Linked DNA regions of Sus scrofa: region 1 is linked to region 2. A link is a contact called in public Hi-C data. All regions are on one chromosome and are shown on one strand. The core of a region is the stretch at or near the end of the contact, and the rest is flanking DNA. Distances in the headings are between cores, read along the strand shown. Region 1 holds the start of RGS9BP (regulator of G-protein signaling 9-binding protein). Region 2 overlaps ZNF507 (zinc finger protein 507).

Region 1 (2,923 bases), core at 365-2,864, 270 kb before region 2:
CTTCGCCACGCACACGGCCAAGGCCACAGCCGCCAGCAGCACGGCGCTGAAGATGGTGGCAGCCAGGGCCTTGCTCAGGTCGCAGGGCCCGGTGCGTTGTTCTACGGACACGCCGCCCACAGAGGACACGCCCGCGCTAGCGCTAGAGAGGAGCTCGGCGCCCGCCACCTGCCGGGCCTGCACGGTCCAGCGGGGCACGTTGACTTTCATCTCCATGTCCTGGATCATTTCGCCCACCTGAAGGATCTCCCGCTCCAGCTGGTGCAGGTCTTCCACGTCGAAGTCCCGCTCCGCTTCGTGCCGCAGGCTGCGGACGCTCAGGGCGCGCGCCGCTACGCCCGTCGCGCCGCCTTCCATCCCGGTGCGCACGAGCGGCCGCCGCGGCGCGTGCAGAGGAAACTCGGTGCCCAGGGCCAGCGCACGCCGCATGTCAGCTTCCAGGAGGTCCAGGCAGCCGGAGAAAGCCACCCAGAGGCGCTCGAACTCGGCGCGCTCCTCTGCACCCAGGCCCCGGTCGCGCAGCGGGGCAGTCAGCTGGGCGCGGATGGTCACCGCCAGCTCCTGCGCCTTCCGTCGTGTCTTCTGCAGCTCCTCTCGTAGGTTCTGCGAGTCCGCTGAGCCGCCAATGGTCAGCACCAGGTGGTGGTAGCATGCGGTCGCCTTGTTGAGCGCGTCCAGTAGCGCTTTGCACTCCTCCTTCGCCATGGCGCTGCTCTCCCGCGCAGCCCAGCCGCCTGCGCCCCTCTCAGCCTCACGTCCTCACCGTAGCAGGACGCAGCCAGCCCCGACGGCGTCTCCGGGCCGGGCGGCCCGCGCACTCCTCATGGCTTGAGGGGAGCTTGGCGCGGCAGCTTCGGTCGACAGAGCCACTCAGGACACACGACGTGCGCTTCTGCGGGTTGGCGCGGAGAGGGAGCCCTGTTAGCAGTCTACCGCCCGCTACATCTTCCCCAGGTGCCCTCCTAGTTACACGCCCAATCTCTGCGCAGCCATCGCCTCCATAGTAGCCACCTGCGAAGTCCAAGTTGCGGTCCCCATCCTCCTCCAGTACCCTAGCCAGGGCTAGCCGGCTGCGGAGCCTCGCGATCCGCCTTAGCCGCTGCTAAGGGCGGCCGGGTCGGGTTTCTTAGGATCCGCCCACCCCGCCGGTCTTCGCTAGGCGCTTCCATCCCCGGGACCAGGGATAGGCGGGGCCCCACGCGGGGAGGTCACGTGTAGGCCCCTCATCTCCCCCTTCTCCGAACCCCATTACGGTCTGGAATATTAGCACTTGACAGATCCAACCCTCTTCTATTTTGCGGAAGGGGAAACTGAGGCTCAGATTTAAAAAGGGGGGGTCTAGGTCACGCGACGTTAATGCAAGTGAAGGGGCTAGAACTCAGGGACTCTGACTCTTAGACCCTGCCAGCGACGAGAGTGGAATGCCTCGTAGGACTGGGCACCTTTATCCTCCAAAGCAAGCAGTAAAGGGTGGTCACCTGGGCGGGACGGCTCCCGGACCTCACCGTCCCGGCTCCACCGTCTTTCCCGCAGCGGAGCTTGGGCCCCACCTCTTGTGTCAGATCTGCTCTCGGCCCCGCCCCCTCCCGTTCCGGGCACGCGCAGTCGACGGCTCTGGGCTTGTCCAGCCTAAGTAGGAAGTGCTGTGAGCCGAGGTGAGCTCCACCCCCGGCTGGGCGGACTCAGTGATTGCTCTGCGCACACGTCACTCTGAATAAAGACGGCTTCTCATTGGGCTGACCAGGGGCCTTAGGCGCGGACCCGCCCAACGGCGTAGTAAGGGGGTGGGCGGTGGAGCAGAGCCGTGGCGCTGGGTGGTGGTCCCTGAGGTCCGAACCGAGGGGCCGGCAGGTGTTGGCTTCGCTCCGGGAAGGGCAGAAAGTGAAACTATGTAGCCTTTTAAGTAAGTGTCCTCCTGCCTGTCTCCTCCCGCGCCTCCCTTCCCTCCGGCTGGCTGCGCCTCCGGGCCCGGAGGCCGGGCGGGGCCCCGGAGCGGGAAGGGGGAGGGGCTCGTTCCTCTCCTCCGCCGGCGCCCCACGCTCTGCTGGCAGCCCCCAAAGCCCCGGCGCGTCGTCCGGTGGACTGCCCTTCCGCACTCTCCTCGTCCCGTCCGCAGCTCTGCCTCTCTTGTATGTTTGCGGGGCAAGGAAGGGGTGGGGTTGGCGAAGAATGCGCCCTCTGACCCCACGTCTTCAGGACAGGTCCGTAGATCCGGGATCCCGGGAGCTCAGACTTGGGGGCCGTGGGCAGGGTTGTCGCTCTCTGGAGGCGTCTGTGGTTTAAGGGAGATCTGGCCGGGCGATTGGATGGGAGGCCGTGGGTGGGGGTCCGGAACCTCGGGCCGCGGGCAGTTGTGGTACCTGGGATGATGAAAGCGCGAGGGAGAGAGGAGGGTATCCCTGCTTGCCTGCCTCATGGCGCGGGGTCTCCTCTTCCTGCCTGGTAAAGATTACTACAGGAAAACTCTTAACCACCCTGAGGTGTTCCAGACTCTGAATCTTTTCAGTTCTTTTCGTTGAAAATGGATTGCCCATAGGCGCACCAGCCAGGCCATGCCGCTCTGGCCACTAATGGGGACGTGGGCACTCCCCATCGGTGCAGGACCACCAGAGCAAGAAGCGTTTCTTCATTGAGGAGTTGGGATATTCAGGGAATGATGGGCAGGGGTGACTGTAGGGACTACTAATTTGCCATGTGGTCTGGGATTTTCCAGGTTTGTGGATTTCAGGGAGAAAGGTGTTTGTTATTGTTGTTGTGCCTCTGGCACGTGGAGGTTTCCTGGCCAGGGATGGAACCTGCATCAGGGCAGTGACCTGAGACACACCAGTGACAACTATGGATCCTTAACTGGCTGAGATGCTAGGGAACTCCAAGAGAAGCCTCTATTTTGATTAAGAAATGCACCCTCGGAGTTCCCGTCGTA
Region 2 (3,009 bases), core at 345-2,844:
ATTTATATCCAAGAAAAACTGAAAACATCAAACTGATGGATGCAGATATCTTCTTATATTGTAACTAGACAAACAAAATGCCTATTATCCTAAGACTCAGGCTTAAAATTCATATTCTTTAACAAACTAAACAATACCTATAAAACTAGAAGGTAAAAGTTTGCACTTAACCTGTGTTTAAAACAAGTGCTATGAATTTTTAATTTGCTTCTAATTTTTCTGTACTATACAGTACTTAGATACAAATATTAAAACTCTAAGTTTGGAGTTCCCATTGTGGCACAGAGGAAGAAAACCCTACTAGGAACCATGAGGTTGTAGGTTTGATCCCTGGCCTTGCTCAGTGGGTTAAGGATCCGGTGTTGCTGTGAACCGTGCTGTAGGTTGCAGATGCGGCTCAGATCCTGCATTGCTGTGGCTGTGGCATAAGCTGGCAGCTGTAGCTCCAATTTGACCCCTAGCCTGGGAACTTCCATATCCCGCAGGTGCAGCCCTAAAAAGCAAAAAACAAACAAACAAAAACAACCAACCAACTAAAAAACCACTCTAGGATCATCACACTTACCTGTAAGGCTTATCAGAGTTATGGATTCGTCTATGGTTTCTGACACCAACATACGTAGTACTTGTATATTCACACACATCACATCTGTACTGTTTCTGGACCGAAGACTTATTCCCTAGACAAGGTATTTCAGAGTTTTAGCGATGTGCGACAGCATTTACATTCCATTGTAAATGTATTTATACCATACAGTATTAACATTTCAATCACAGCTTCCTCAATGTTTAACAAAATTAATAAGTTTGACTGGAGCCTTACAGGTTCACCTGCATCTGAGCCATCAGTGGATGCAGAGTGAACGTCATTTTCTCTGTAAACACAGATATATTGGGTTGGCTTCTACATAACCTTGTACAAAATTCTAAAATGTAGTAAGCCTGATGCCAGCTGCCCTGCTGACAGAAGCTGCTGAATTAACCAGAGATAACACTGTCAACTTGAAATGTGTTAATATAAGCAATATTGGATATATTGTCTTAGAGAAACAATGGAGTTCCAGTCGTGGCACAGCAGAAACGAAGCCAACTAGGAACCATGAAGTTGTGGGTTGGATCCCTGGCCTTGTTCAGTGGGTCAAAGATCGAGTGTTGCTGTGAGCTGTGGTGTAGGTCGCAGATGTGGCTCGGATCCTGCGTGGCTGTGGCTGTGGCTGGCAGCTGTAGCTCAGATTTGACCCCTGGCCTTGGAACCTCCATATGCTGCAGGTGCGGCCCTAAAAAAACAAAAGGAAACACTGATTTGCCAACAAGCTGTAATTTAATACTATAATCTATTATTCTAAAGTATGGTGACAAAGCATATGTAACAAATTCAATACAAAAAGCCCAAAGCCTTTTAACTCTGTAGGTTTCCTGTGTTTATAACTGCCAGCTATCAATGCAACAAGAGAAAGCAACAGCAAATTATTAAGTGCTATTTAATATGGTATAATTATATTTAGTAAACTGGCAGGTTACAAGGATTAACATGGATATGAAGCGCTCTGAAATACAGGAAACACGGGTCCATGGAAACAGGCCATGTTACTAAACTCACTCTGCAGCAACAGGGCTGGGTAATTCAAATCAAGGTAACCTTACGGCAATACAAACAGAATGACTTGATCATATGAAACTGTTCCTGACGGATATTCAACTATTTATTTACTCTTCTGTCAGCACAAAGTCCATAGGCCACTCACAGCCTGACTGCTTTATATTCAGAAACAAAGCAAGCATAGAAGCTGAAGAACAGGATGGAACAGGAAGAAAACTTAGGTAGAACACTAGCACACAGTGCACGGAAGTGGTACAAAAGAGAACCTACACAGAAATTTAACAAAAGAAAATCCTTAGGTTAAATTTAAGCTTTCTAAAATTGAAATTTTCTTCTGCTAATAACTACTTCTGCCAGGCAGAACAAAATGTCCTAATTTCCTGGCATAAATCTGTAACATTAATACACACACTAATCATAATTATAATCTAAGTATTGCTCTTAATTGGTAGGTTAAAAACTTGGACTTGATTATAAGTGGCACTGTTCCAAATACAGTTTTAAAAAAACTTTGAAAAAATGAAGTGTGAAATATTGGATAATGGTTTTGTGTGAGAAATATTACAGATCAATGACAACTAATAAAAATGACAGATGGAAAAACTTAATATAGCACAGAATAAGAGCCTGTGCTACTTCTAGCAACTGTTTCCAATGGAAAGACGATTGGACTGAAAGTTCAAAAACTTGGGTTTAGTCCTCGCTCTGCCACTTAGTACCAGACTGATCACAGGCAAATTATTTTACCTCTTGAGGACTCAGCTGTCTCATCTACAAACTGGAAATACTAGAACCTCCCAGCCTGGTTTTAAGCCCAGGAACACTCTGTAGTCTCCCTTCCCTGCAGTCTGGACACTACGTGCACGTCTGCATCCAGTCTGACTTGTCACTAGCTGGAGACTTCTTGAGGGCAGGAATCGGTCTGTTCTGCTTGCACAGAATCCCCAGGGCTTGGCAATTTATTTACATTCATGAAGAAACACCACTGCTTTGCCCACGGCTCTCTGAGGGCACCTGTCTTCCTCAATGGGCTGGGCACCTCGAAGGCAGTGACACTTCCATTGCACCCCAAGCCCTCAGCACACTATCTAGCTCAAGATGGGTATACCTGGCAGAATGAGACGTCTGAGGTACCATTACACTGGACCTCTGAGTCAAAAACATGCCATAAGTTATCTTTGCTGGCATGACAGACAGAGACTGGGAACCCCAGAAGCACACATCTTCCTCTTGTTTTTTTTTTTTTTTTGTCTTTTTGCTATTTCTTTGGGCTGTTCCCGTGGCATATGGAGGTTCCCAGGCTAGGGGTTGAATCGGAGCTGTAGCCACCGGCCTACGGCAGGGCCACAGCAACCCGGGATCCGAGCTGCATCTGCAACCTACACCACAGCTCACGGCAACGCCGGATT

The links. Hi-C and Micro-C count contacts between places; a contact is called where the count stands out from the background.
Region 1: a contact with region 2 is called in a Hi-C map of liver, with 5 times the contacts expected there. The contact joins the promoter of RGS9BP here to the enhancer-like site in region 2. A contact is called at or near these places in 2 of 5 promoter capture datasets (fetal liver and liver) and 2 of 47 Hi-C or Micro-C datasets (alveolar macrophages and liver).

The regions. Positions count from the first base shown.
Region 1 is chr6:42,558,750-42,561,672 of Sscrofa11.1, reverse strand. It overlaps RGS9BP (regulator of G-protein signaling 9-binding protein), which reads right to left and starts at 1,614. Exons shown (of 2, transcript XM_021094272.1): 1 at 1,479-1,614; 2 at 1-892. The coding sequence starts at 705. It overlaps ANKRD27 (ankyrin repeat domain-containing protein 27), which reads left to right and starts at 1,747. Exons shown (of 28, transcript XM_021094271.1): 1 at 1,747-1,903.
Region 2 is chr6:42,287,501-42,290,509 of Sscrofa11.1, reverse strand. ZNF507 (zinc finger protein 507) reads right to left here. Exons shown (of 6, transcript XM_003127012.5): 4 at 566-680. Among named protein-coding and RNA genes, the nearest start is that of ZNF507, 15 kb to the right of the region's middle. Within about 2 kb of position 1,594, at least 9 of the 83 cell types and tissues checked have an H3K27ac peak or open chromatin away from gene starts, as enhancers often do. A contact at or near this core is called in liver, where this site is marked.